Linked DNA regions of Cyprinus carpio: region 2 is linked to region 1. A link is a contact called in public Hi-C data. All regions are on one chromosome and are shown on one strand. The core of a region is the stretch at or near the end of the contact, and the rest is flanking DNA. Distances in the headings are between cores, read along the strand shown. Region 1 holds the start of rpl18a (60S ribosomal protein L18a). Region 2 holds the start of xpot (exportin-T).

Region 1 (7,422 bases), core at 3,233-5,732:
ACTTCAGAACAGCGCATGACTGAATTTAAGACGCAGTTCGCGGTCAAACTCTGCCCTCTTGTGGCGGCACCTGAGAAACGCAGCTGCCAGATTTCAAACGTATTCATTATAAAAATGATCAGTTTTCCCCAACACGTGGGTTTAAAACTGCAAAGGCCAAGCTGTCACCGATATTAAATATATTTTTTAATTTAATTTAAATATCTCTAAAGTTGATTGGGTAAACGTATGAAAGGACTGGTGGGTTTATAAACACCTGCCAATGTTCAGATGCTATATTAACTGCTGATTTTAAGAGAAATTCAAAGAAAACTGATTTCAAAAGGGCAAACCAATCAAATTCCACAGCTACTTCTTTACCAGAGTAATACAGTCCTATATTATTACACTTACAATTGTCTTCTATAGTTTCCTTTAATTGACTCAAAGTCCTGGACAGATTGGTCAGATCCTTAACGAATATCGCTGGGTCACCTTACAATCATAAAAGGGGAAATTTGCAAAAAGAAAATTTTTAGGACCAAAAAAAAATGTGCATTATGTTTGTGACATGGCATGTGATTAATAAAAAAATTTTTGCATCTTTTTTTTTTTGCTGATTATAAATTTGTCACTTTCAGTATGCAGCAATAATCTGATGATTGATCATTTTTTTTATTTTAAAGTAATTAGATTTTGGGTGAAGGATGCATAATTGTAATGTCACAGTGCAAAATATTCTGATGCCTAATGGGCTTTAAAAACCATGCAACAACACCGCTTTTGATTTTCTCCACTTTTATTCGTCTGTAATGTCAAAAGCACAAACATACACTTTAAAAGAAAGTGTTTGGTCTCTTGGTGGTGAAACGGGGCTTGTGCTGGCGGCGCAGAACCCTGTGAGGAAGAGGGAACTTGATCTTGGAGTCCTGTTGAATCGAGAAAAAACATTAACTCCTTTAGATGCAAGTTTAAACAGCTCAGTTATTATGGTTGCATTTGATAAAAGAAACTCAAAAGCATCGTTTGAACATGGAGACTCACGTGGAACTGCTTGATGGCGGGTCTGCGGCATTTGTTGGCTGGGATGATCTGCACCTTCATGATCTGGATGGCGTGAGCGCGGGCACGATGCCTGGCACCCATATCACGATCTGAAGCACAAATCAAATACGTGACATTTACTATAGAGTAAAAACACAGAGCAGAGTTGCTCCTGCAGCAGAGTCACATGTCGCACCTTGATTTCACTTTCAGTGGCACGTGTGACAGCCTATGAAAGGCGACAAGGTTCGGTTTTTCTTTGTGCACACATGGCAAGGGCATGACACTGGGAGGAAATGACCTTTGGGTTAGTGTGTGCAGGCTGAACGAGTGTGTTTGTGAAACTCACAGCACTGAGTGACGGCTCCAGACGTGGTCAGGTCTCTGTACTCGCGGTACATGTTGTGGGTCCCACTGCGAGAGTCGTAACGCAGCCAGATGCCAAAGTTCTTCACCTTGAGAGGCGATTTCTCATGGACCTGTGCAGGAACACAATAAGAAAACAAACAAGCGGTTAACCTCCAGGCATGTCGTCTCAGAAACAGGAAAAAACTCACGAGTTATAGCTCGACTACATTAAACGCACTATAGTAGCATCTCGAAGTAACAGGAATAGCTCTATGCTTGCTGCTTTCATTACTAGCAGCTCAAAATCGGTTTCTAAAAAGACTCAATATAAAGCGAATCAACCCCCTCAGTCCAAAAACGGAAATCGACCCACGACCCATCAAAAAATGGAATTGAACTCTACAGACAAACGGGAATCGACCCCACCCTGTCAAAAAATGGAATTGAACTCTACACAGACAAATGGGAATCGACCCCACCCTGTCAAAAAATGGAATTGAACTCTACACAGACAAATGGGAATCGACCCCACCCTGTCAAAAAATGGAATTGAACTCTACAGACAAAGGGAATCGACCCCACCCTGTCAAAAATGGAATTGAACTCTACAGACAAATGGGAATCGACTCGACCCCACCCTGTCAAAAAATGGAATTGAACTCTACAGACAAATGGGAATCGACCCCACCCTGTCAAAAAATGGAATTGAACTCTACACAGACAAATGGGAATCGACCCAACCCTGTCAAAAAATGGAATTGAACTCTACAGACAAATGGGAATCGACCCCACCCTGTCAAAAATGGAATTGAACTCTACAGACAAATGGGAATCGACCCCACCCTGTCAAAAAATGGAATTGAACTCTACACAGACAAATGGGAATTGACCCCACCCTGTCAAAAATGGAAATAAAGTCTACAGACAAATGGGAATCGACCCCACCCTGTCAAAAATGGAACTGAACTCTACAGACAAATGGGAATCGACCCCACCCTGTCAAAAAATGGAATTGAACTCTACACAGACAAATGGGAATTGACCCCACCCTGTCAAAAATGGAAATAAAGTCGACCCCTACAGAAAAAATGGGAATCGACCCCACCCTGTCAAAAAAATGGAATTGAACTCTACACAGACAAATGGGAATCGACCCAACCCTGTCAAAAAATGGAATTGAACTCTACAGACAAATGGGAATCGACCCAACCCTGTCAAAAAATGGAATTGAACACTACAGACAAATGGGAATCAACCCACACCATCAATGAAGGGAATCAAACTCTACACAGACAAATGGGAATTGACCCATCAAATAAAAGGGAAACAACCCCCCCATCTGTCAAAAAAGGGAATTGAACCCCACCTGTCAAAAAGGAACCAAAACATGTTTTCACAAATAATAAACGACGGCTCTATAAAGGCAGCAGCATCGTGTCGCACCTTGATTTCACTTTCAGCGGCACATTTTACAGCCTATGAAAGGCGACAAGGTACAGTGTTTCTTTTCGCACACATGGCAAGGGCATGACACTGGGAAGAAATGACCTTTGGGTTAGTGTGTGCAGATTGAACGCAAAGTTGTGAAAAAAAGTTGGTGAAATTCATGGCACTCACTGCCAAAGGGAATCGACCCCCAGCAGTCAAAAGGGAACAGACTCTTCTTTAACAGCCTTTAATAGAGCGAACCATTAATTTAGGTTCTTTCAGGACTATTCTTCTCAATAAATTGGTCAAAACAAAAAACACCATCGCAGATAAGCCTACTTTCTAGCTGAAGCAGTGAAATAAACCTGTATGTGTGAACGTATATTGCTGATCATCACCTTACACTCACTAAAACTGAGATTTGTCGTCAGTATTATCCTCGAACACTGAGTCTTAAATGACACACTACTAACAGATACCGATCAGGAAAAGGGAATCGACTCCAAAACCCATCTGGGAACCAAAAAGCCCTATTCGTACCAGGCCGCAGTACACAATCTCTCCAGAGGCTTTCTTCATCTTCCTCAGCTGGGAGACGAAGTACCAGAAGCGAGACTTGGCCACCACATGGTTTGGGGCGAAGATCCTCATGCGGTACAGAGGGGGCGCCGGGTTTTTAGCAGAGGGCAAGAGACGCCCAACAACCTTATACTCCCGAAGCTGCAGAGAGACAGAAAACACAGTCAGAGATCAACACAAACAATATTAGCTCAACGAAACTTGAACCTGAATACTTAACTAGTTCAGAAGTGAATGACTAGAGAAGGATGTAAACCTGCACTGCAAAATAAATATATTAAGTTAGGTCTTAATGAAGTCTTTCTATTTCAAAAGCTGTCTTTTACCTGCCGTTTCTTTTTAAGTGTTTTGAACCTAACTTGCAATTTCTAAGTGATAAGTTTTAATTCCATCACAGTTTTCATTAGATATTTGATGATCAGTGTCTATTTCCATGCGGTTTCTCCTTTAACACTTTTAGCAGTGTTTAAAGTTTACTAATTAAACCCTGCAGGAAGAAGCACGATTTGAGCATCTGTGACTGATCTAGATTTACTTATACTTGATTCACATTTATTTAAAAGCGCATAAAACGATCTTAACATTACTGAATCAGAATAGAATACGAGCGCGAGCTGATTGTGATTAACACTCAGACAACAAAGAATGTGGTAGACAGGGGACGTAACTTAAATAACATTGGCTAAAATATGAGAGTAAGTGCATTGAGAGTGTATTAATTAGTAATATTATGATAACTCAAATCCTAAGATGTGCATTGTGTGTGTTTAATCGCGAGCACATGGAGCCGCCATGTTCGTCTCCGCTACAATCAACACGTCAGAGCTAATTTAGCGCTTCGATTCTAAATGTGCTTCGGGTGCAGACGCTGTTATGGATGGTTTAGTGCCTTATGTGTGTTTTCAGGTCGTAACTGTGAGGTTTACGCGACTGTAAAGTGATTTTAAAAGGATTTTACGTACTGTGCCAGACGCCTTCATGGTGTCTCTCGCTGACGGCCGCTGTGAAAGAGGAAGCAGCAGGGCGGGGAATCCTGACGTCAATCCGCTTCCGAGGGGGCGGGGCTTACTGGAAGCGTTTTTATTGGTCACGCAGAGCCGTCAATCATAGCCGTTACCGGTCTTTTATTTTATTATGATTAATTTATTTATTTTTACTTTAAAAGAACATGCAATGCATACAAGTCAAACGGAAATGTGGGATAACACCTTACTTATCTACACAATACATAGTAAGGTATTAGATTTATTTTAATATGAGATATTTTATACACTTCTTATTTCTAGTAATTGAATTCAATGAGTCATAAAATATTTTTAAGATCTTTACAGAAAAAAAATATGGACATTACTTCAGCTTTATGGTAATAAAACGTCACAGGATTGATTATTACCTTGAGCCTGTATTACAGTCCGAAATTATAGATTCATTAATAACTTTGTAGAATGTATCACCTGCTTCCGAAAAATCTTTAGAAGAATTGTAATTATTGATTAAATACATAAGAGATTAGGATTCAGAATTACAAAAAGAGCATTGTGGTGAGACGCATTCCTGGTGGAAAAACTACATTACCCATGATTCCTCAGAGTTGTGCGTTACTGCCGCCTGCTGGACACAAACGTAAAACGCATCTACAACAGCAGCGTTTATTAATATATCTTAATTATTCAATTATGAAGCTATAAAATACGTTTGGGTGTATCATTCAAGTAAATCCACATTAATAAACACACAACTGGGACAGGAATAAAGCTCTGAACTCTCTAAACGCTTTTGAAGTGCTTTGCTCGCTGATTGGTGGGTTCTTCTGCACAGCATCTTGGGAACTGTAGTTTTTTTTCACCACGCGAACTGGATTCGAAAAATGTTTACACAAACGATTAACAACTTTACAACTCAGATCAACAGGTTTGTCATTTCTAACTTGAATGTGATATTTTCATTGTGATTTGTAATCATACAATGTATTAGCATAATCATAAACACACTGGTTTTTAGCTCAAATTTTTTTTTTTTTTTAAGTAGAGTTTTTTTTTTTTTTTTATCAATTTTTTTTTGTGTTTTTTATAGTTTTTATACAATTTTGGTTGTTGAATCGAAAGTTTTGGGCCTTACTGTTTTAATGGAGACAGCTGAAGATGTTCAAGTACCACTTGTGTTTTATTTCAACAATCAATAAACAGCTACTGATTAATATCTCCAGAAACGCTCTCGTTCATCTCACGGCGGTACCATCCCAGACACCAATCACGAAAATAATGGCTGATCTGTCTTATGAACGATTATAACAGTCATTCGACTTTATTGTAAAAATATAAAACATCGGTCACTGTGAATTTGGGGCCTGTGTGAAAGCAGGTCGAATGTGATTCAGAGACTCATGATTCAGTGATTCAGTGATTCGGTGATTCGGTGATTCAGTGATTCGTTCTGTCTTCAGCTCAATTTTCACAGCTTTGGGAAACTGATTGTGTCCTTGTGTTTAAAGTCATCAAGCGCAGATCAGAGGAAGATGGTTTCAGCGTGAAGAGGACGGTCTGAAGGAGTCTCTACGGCGCTCCACAGCTGATCCTGGAGCAGACGAGTCAATGCTGATGACCGGACCTCCGGCGAGTCTTTAAGAAGGCACACCCGCACCGCTCAGTGTGAGTCTGTGAACATCATCAGCACCGTTCTGGATCGCCAGAGAAGGAGAGAGGGCTTCTGGATGTAAAGTGCTCAGACTAATGAAGTGTTTCTCGTCTGCGTCTCATCAGGACGCATCTCGTGTGAAGAAGCTGCTGGAGGCTCAAGAGTTTCGGATGCAGCGTCAGTGAATCATGTCTGTTTGGAAACGAGCATCATCACACGCTTGAGCCTGACGATGGAGAGAATCACAGATCTGTGTGTGTGTGTGTGTGTGTGTGTGTGTGTGTTTGATTCTAGATCTCCAACAGAGTCCACACTTCCTGAGATCATAATTCAACACATACATTTCAAAAGACGCTCTTAAGGCAAGACACTACAGGCGTTTTAATGCCTTTTTTGCTTCTTCTTTCAGACTAGTGGATTAAAAAAAACATCCAAAATACACATTTAAGTGTTTATTTTATTGCATTTTAGTTTTTTTTTTTTGCATCTGTAGATTCCAATTGCAATCTTTGAAGAGTTTTTTTCTCTTGCATCCACCGAACTTTACAGTTTTTATGCATATCTGTATTCTGGAGGCTTTTAGTGAGGGGTTTGTTCATATATCATTCACACATGGTGACAGTATTTTCTGAGAAGAGGGGGAGTGATTTACATTATGCATATAAATTAAATAATTATGCATATTTTTAAATATATATATTTTTTTTTTAATGTAATCAATCAGCTGGTGATGTACAGTCAAACCAAAAATTATTCAGACTCCAGATATAATTTTTGATATTTTTTTACTAGTGAGTGCAGGACACTATACTTCATAAATGTAAGTGTGACATATTACACCCAAAAACTCTTCATACAGTGGACTTACAGTAAATTTGGGAGCAAAAACTATTCAAACACTTTTCTTTAATTGCTAATGTGATCTCTTTACACCACAGACTGATTAAAATAAAGCACTGCTTGGTAATGAGTTGAGCTGAATTGGTTTTATCTAACTGTGTTCTTGCATTTAACAGCAATTTGACTGAATCCATTACACACCTTTCTATCAAAGTTATCTGATATTATCAAGATGCATTTGTTCTGACAGTTTAACTCAGAGTCACTTTCTAAATTAAAACGAATAAACTGTGATAATGTGAGAAATGTTGTAGGTGTCTGGATATATTTTGGTTTGACTGTATATTAGGGTTAACTAGTTATTTTAATTTAAAAAAAATGGGGGCAGATGCTAATGGGGTTAAGCTCCGCCCTGTTTATCTGTAGTGTCTTGCCTTGATTTGAACGGTGAGGCGCTCAGAGAGACTCCACCTTCATGCACGTCTGAATGAGAACAAAGCAAAGAAAGGATCGTCCTCAGGAGACCTCGATGATTTCCAAGCTGCCGGAGAAGCTGGACTGGCTGCTCCT
Region 2 (6,876 bases), core at 2,454-4,953, 130 kb before region 1:
TTTCATTTTGTATCATCAAGCCTGCATTTTATTTGATCAAAAAATACAGAAAAAAATGTAATATTGTGATATATTATTACAATTTAAAATAATTGTTTTTGAGTTTATTATACTTTAAATTATCATTTATTTCTGTGATGCAAAGCTGAATGTTTAGGATCGTTATCACATGATCCTTTAGTAATTATTCTAATATGATGATTCATTATCAAAGTTGGAAACAGTTCTGCTGCTTAATATTTTTTCAGAACGTGATACTTTTTTAGGATACTTTGATGAATAAAAAGTAAAAAAAAAAAAAAAAAAAAGAAGCTATTTGTTTTAAATATAAATATTTTTTAATAACAATATACACTACTGGTCAGTAATTTGGGGTCAGTAATTTTTTTTTTTCTTTCTTTTTTTTTTTAAATAAAATCAATACTTTTATTCAGCAAGGATGTGTTAAATTGATAAAAAGTGATATATATTAGATAAAAAGAAAATATATTAGAATATATATATTATTAGAATTTTTTTTTTATTTTGAATAAATGCAGTTCTTTTTAACCTTTTATTCATCAAATATATTAGACAGCAGAACTGTTTCCAACACTCATAATAAATCAGAATATTAGAATGATTTCTAAATGATCATGTGATAGACTGGATGTTACATGTGACACTGAAGGCTGGAGTAATGATGCTGAAAATTCAGCTTTGCATCACAGGAATAAATTTTTTTTTTTTAAGTATATTCAAATAGAAAACTATTATTTTAAGTTGTAATAATATTTCACAATATTACAGTTTTTTCTGTATTTTTGATCAAATAAATGCAGGCTTGATGAGCAGAAGAGACTTCTTTCAAAAACATTAAGAATAGTAATGTTTCCAAACTTTTGACCTGTACTGTATTTGGCAGATGCTTTTATCCAAAGCGACTTGCACTGCATTCAAGGTTTTACGATGCATTTTATCAGCTGATGATAAAGAGTTTATATGAATACAAAGATTCAGTGATACCTGAATTTGATCTGATGCTCCAAGACTTGAAAGCAGAAGAACTTTACATGATCGTCACTGACAGAGAAACACAAATGCATCGTATTAATTAAAATGTTATTATGTGAAACACTGTAGTATCCTGCAGCATGCAGTCCATCTTACCTGTAAACCCCTTTAGCCAGGGCTTGAGCGCACACCTCCCATCCATCCAGAGACTCTTTCAACTGCTCAAAATATGCAAGCGCCTGAAAAAAAAAAAACACAGCGAATTTGAGTAAAATTGTATTATTTACGATGCATTCAGAGTATTAGTCATGCAAAACATGCCAGGGACCGAAACTGAATTCTGCAGACATCTGTGAGTAAATAAACGATTCAAGTGTGTATATGTTCACTGAAAGATCTGATGTAGTGTTTTGCGCTCACCCTCTGCCTGTAGCAGGCATCGGCGTTGGGGTTCAGTCCCATGAGGGCCTGCTCGTCCATGATGGCAGGTAACGCCGACTCGCAGGCCATACGTGGGTTAGCTGCTGTCCTCGATCAGTTTATCCCAAATCTCCAAACAGGACACACACATCTGAGAGAGAGAGACACAGGCATCCACATAAACATGAGTCAGACTTTTATATCTTACAGTACACACAACAACATAATAATGTAGGAAAAAAAAGTGCTCCACTGATAAACTAGAGAGCAGGATGACCGATGGCTAACATAATATTAATAAACAGAGTACAATTTAATGACTATAAAACATTTAATGACCAAGTAAATAATAGTGCTGTCAAACAATTAATCGTGATTAAATGCATACAAAATAAAAGTTTGTTTGCAAAAAATATGCGTGTGTTCTGTGTATATTTATTATGTATATATAAATACACACATACAGTATATATATATTACGATTAATCGTGATTAATTGCATACAAAAAAGTACCTGATATTTATATTCTAAATAAATAAATTTAATATGCAAACAAAAAATTTCTGAAATATAGACATGCATGTGTGTATTTATATATATACATAATAAATAAACATAGCATACATACATATACAATGTAAACAAAAACTTTTATTTTAGATGCGATTAATTGTTTGACAGCCGTAGTAAATAAGATTAAGAGCATTAGCAATGAGCAAGTTTGCAACTGTTAATACAACAAGTAAACAGTCTGACATTCTGATCAAAAAGGTCTTAATAATCTGTCAATATAACAATCTGATCAAAAAGGTCTTAATAATCTGTCAATATAAAAATAGTTCATTTGTGGTAATGTGGTTGAGAGATCACACTGGAAAGACATATTGTTTATTAACTACATTAATCACGTTTGTTGCATTAACTGAAACTGCAAAGGTGGAACACAAAAAGTATGTTTATTAACTTTATTAACTAATTCCATGTTTGAATTTGACAGTGCAAAAACGTAAACAAAAATGATTCAACTTTACATAGTCTTGTGTGATGCTATATTACAAAATAATATAAAAATATCACAGTATGATGAGATAAACATGGCTGTTTCAGGTCACACATCCATGTGAATGTCAGAAAATAATCTGCTCAGAAGTAGCATAAATGCATTTAAACAGCAATTACAACTGTATAATTTGATACTGGGCTCAAGCAGAGTGAAAACCAGCATTATTTTACATCTTCACACTTAATTTTAAGCAGCCTTAACTCATCTGTGTAAAGACACCTTCAGACATCATCACTCAGAATGAATTAAAACAAAGGGATGTTTGATTACAATGCAATTCAACACCAATAAGCGCTTTAGAAAGTGAAATGACGTCATCAGAGCAACTAATAATTGTGACCAAACAAACACACACATGCTGAATCATCACTCTTTCAGCACGACTGACTCGCTCTTTCTCTCTTTCACTGTGTGCACACGAACACAAGCGACAAAATATCCTGGTATGGCATCATAACGCTTTAAGGACGTGGTACTATAGTGTTTTGACATGCAGTTCTAGAGTATTCTGTAAGTGTAAATGCTATAGTAATCTATTATCACCTGACAGCGCCTCTGTAACAGTACTTTTTCTGATGCAATAGTGAGCTTTACCAACTTCACATGACCCACTAACCCCAAAACACTATTCCATTTGTACCACAAAATTATATTTAGCTCGGATATTCGCTTAACTCGCGATTACGTTCTCGTATTATCAAAATAACCGACTTGCGCGCTCGCGCTGCTAACCGACAAGCGTGTCACGCGCGTACCGAACCTCAGAGAACGTGGCGTGACAGACTGAGAAAAACACGCTGAAATAACGACAAACCTGCGTCGTACAGCAACCGAAATACAAAAGCGACGGCCGTGATTATTGTTAACTAACACACGTGGGTGGTTAAGTGAGTTATCGGCTTAATTGGCGGATAAGATTGTTGTGAATGTAATCATGATGATGATGATGATGATGACGCCGCCGCGCGCGCTATCAAGACAAAAGCCTCGCGCGGAACTTTCATATAAATTAATAAAACACGCCGCGACCGTGTAAATGTATGGATAAGGTAAAGTTTACCGCACCTTACCGTGAACTTTACCGCTCCATCATCAGCCGCCCAGCTCAAGCGACTCAGTGCGCATGTAACAGATCCAGCAGCGGCGTGTCGGGCCGACCGGATGTGCGGGGCACGAGAACAGGAAGAACTTCAGCACGTAGACGCGCTCGCATCACGCACGCTTTACGTAGGCTATGCAACTGAGGAGGACGTATTATTTTTATATAAAGCGTTATATAACGACTACAGACTAACCCCAAAGAAAATGTTTAGTGCAGTAAAAATGTTTTAGAACTAAATCTCTTTCCCCCCACCAAACGATTATGAAAAAATTACACAGTTAGGCTACAAATGTATGTACAAAAGAAATAAAAATGTTATTTAGCTATCAAAAATTTTTTTTTTGAAAGGTACATACACATTCACTTATACATTCATACAATCTAATAAATATTTGTTTAACAGAAAATCAGAGTAAAACTGTTGTATATATTTATATATCTTTTCACTAGAGGGCTCTGTTCACAAACTAATGAGAGGAGATTTTGCTCATAACGTCTTTCTTTCAGACTAGTGGAAGAAAACGTCCAAAATACACTTTTAAGTGTTTTTAATACACTTCGTCTTTACTGCATCTGTTCGTCTATCTTCAAAGACTGCGATTATTCTCCACTTCAGCAGCACTTTTCATAATATAATGATTGAAGATTATTATTAAAGATAATTTAGTCAACGTTTAGGATTCATAGAAATTGACTAAATGATATCACATCTACTTCAGGCCAATTATTTTTTTGTTTGTTTGTTTTTTTGTTAATTAAATCATTTTTATTATTTACATTTTCACACAGCCCCCAGATTAGAGTTGGGTGGTATTTTCCTCATATTAAATTAATGCAACAATCAGACTATAACCATCTATAATACATAAAAACTCAGGGAAAGCCAGAGGGGTGCAGCTCGTTTCCTTCTGTTTGAACTGCTCTGAAAATCACACTCGGCTCTCTTTGTTTGTAAAAGATTCGAAGCCGAGCTTTAAAACACGGTGCTGTGAGCCAAATCCCATTTCCCCCTTCTCTGTCGGCATAAACCCGTGCGTGTTTATTTAAACGGAAAGCTTTTTCATCGGAACCGTGTTGAAAAGCAATCGGCTCACACTACTTCATTTCTGTCTGAGGCGCTACGCTTCCCGCCTCAAAGGATCGTGGCGCGCAGGTACAGAGGCGGGAAATCCTCTGAACCAATAATGTTTCATGATGTTTCCCACGCTTGCGGCCTGATTGATTTCCCTGCTGGTTGAGGTAATTGTTCAATCCAGTTTGCTCTGACAACGCTAAAGCTTCGGTACTGAGTCATGGTTTCATGGTTTCTTCTTCCCGCCAAACCCGCAGCCAGCGCGGCCGTTAAAATTACTCGTTTGAATTTGAAAATCGGCCGTTGGTTTGCGCGGTAATTAGGTCAATTAAATAACAAGCATGGAAGACTCGAGAGAAGCACGTCCGTTCTTTATACTCTAGACTCTAGAGTTCAAGTGTGTTTGACCATCTTGCAGAATATCAAAGAAACGCTCAAACTTTCCACCATTGCGGTGTATTCTCTCTCTGTCTCGTTCCCACACGCTGATAGTGTTTTACAGGTGGGCTTTCATTCCCTGCTGATTATTTATCCTGCTTTCCTCCACAGAAGTCCTGCCAGCTCTGTCCGTCCGAGGCCTGTGTGTTGTCTCTGACCCGCCGGTTACAACAGCTGATTATTAGTCTGAAATACAGCCGACAGCCTTTGAAATCAGCTCAGCTCCTTCATTGAGTTCTAGGCCTGAGTACGTTTAGTCATGCGCAGGATTTGTGTACTGGAAAACGCTCAAAAGACAGACATGACCGATGGATTCTGAGGACGCTTTGTGATTTTCCAGGATGTCTGTGCCGAACTGCATTTTTGTTTTGGCTTGTGGTGTACCGAAAGGCGCCGAAACGCAAGCCAGACTCAAAAGTACTCGACTTTGGCAGGTGATGTCACACCTACGAGTGTTTTAGCTGAAATCTTTGAGAAAGCTTTGTGTTCAATGAAACAAAATACCAGACATCTAAAACAGATCCAGAGGAAATGAGACTTATATTATGAATCAGATGTTTTTCCTAAAATTAAAAATAACGATTGATTTAGAGTAGTCAACGGACGGAGGGTCCAGAGCTGGTTTTCTGATATACTGATGCCAATGTCTTTGAATAGAACGTGAGGAGCTGCAAGTAAAACTAATTTCATTAAAACTAAAACCAAATTAAAGAAAGATTAAAGACTCTAAGAGTCAACATACTGTAAGAGTATAGAGCTTTAGAATACACGTCTCAGTATTTGCTCGTTTGGTCAATTTGATGAGAAATGTTTGACTTTTAAGACTTTTGATCGCAAACTTCAGTTATTCTGGCATAGTTTATTCTGGTCTGAGCCTCCTGAAACATTGTTGAGATCTCTTTCGAAACTAAAAGAAGATGAACTTGAAATCACTGCAGTGTTTTTCTCAGGAGAAATGTTTAAACGGAGACTTTAGCAAAGGCCTCAGTTTACTCTCCATTTTTATTTTGCTGATGCAACACAGTGAAGGATCTCAAGCTTTGATGTGATAGTCTGGATGATTTTCTGAAGCTACTATGAGATTGATTCAAACGTCTTTAAATCGAATGTGAGGTACCGCAACTAAAACTCTTTATGGTAAACTAAATTAAAGTTAGATAGACACTATTGAGTTAATAATAGGCAAAATATGCCAAAATATGTCATTTGGCAAAATATGCCAAATGATGTAAACCAGTTTAGATCATTTGGTCGTTGAACAGTTTGATGAGAAATGTTTGAGTTGAGATCTGCAAACTGTAGTTATTCTGCCGAATCTGGTCTGAGCATCATGAGACATTGCTGAGATCTCTTTTGAAACTAGAGGAGAAACGTGAGATTGGGGTCTTTTTTGCAGGAGGAACATGAAAAGTAGGAGACTTTAGCAAAGGCCTACATTTACTATTTTGCTGATGCAACAGTGAATCATCTGGAGCTTTAATATGATCGTCAGATTGATTTTTTGCAGCTGATGTGTGATTTATTATAAATGTCATTGGGTCTAGTGTGTGTGTGTGTGTGGTCTCACCGTACCGCGTTCCCAGCGCTCTTACATCACTTTAAACTCATCAGATCTGAGGGGGGTCACTTTACTGACTTGATCCTAATCCACTGATGCACTGATGTGTGTATGGAGCCTTCGAGGGGGAAAATCTGCTGGTATGTTATCCTGAAATGATCCCAAAATGAGCAAATAGTTCTTGTAGCCTGTAAAAGTTGTGTGAGATGAGAGCTGCTGGAAAGTGGGA

What was found. A called contact is a pair of places that touch in the nucleus more often than the background predicts.
Region 2: a contact with region 1 is called in a Hi-C map of skeletal muscle, with 10 times the contacts expected there. The contact joins the promoter of xpot here to the promoter of rpl18a in region 1. A contact is called at or near these places in 3 of 8 Hi-C or Micro-C datasets (liver and skeletal muscle).

What each region holds. Positions count from the first base shown.
Region 1 is chrB4:1,840,826-1,848,247 of ASM1834038v1, reverse strand. It overlaps rpl18a (60S ribosomal protein L18a), which reads right to left and starts at 4,482. Exons shown (of 5, transcript XM_019089624.2): 1 at 4,341-4,482; 2 at 3,340-3,519; 3 at 1,373-1,502; 4 at 1,024-1,133; 5 at 761-908. The coding sequence starts at 4,358. The coding sequence ends at 816. It overlaps LOC109070595 (dual specificity protein phosphatase 16-like), which reads right to left. Exons shown (of 7, transcript XM_042721565.1): 7 at 5,523-7,422. The coding sequence ends at 7,369. It overlaps LOC122137300 (a small nucleolar RNA gene), which reads right to left and starts at 2,938; the gene lies at 2,804-2,938. LOC122137301 (a small nucleolar RNA gene) reads right to left here and starts at 1,343; the gene lies at 1,209-1,343.
Region 2 is chrB4:1,972,954-1,979,829 of ASM1834038v1, reverse strand. xpot (exportin-T) reads right to left here and starts at 3,703. Exons shown (of 25, transcript XM_042721570.1): 1 at 3,548-3,703; 2 at 1,414-1,564; 3 at 1,150-1,232; 4 at 1,006-1,062. The coding sequence starts at 1,503. LOC109100103 (a long non-coding RNA gene) reads left to right here and starts at 4,325. Exons shown (of 3, transcript XR_006154445.1): 1 at 4,325-4,818.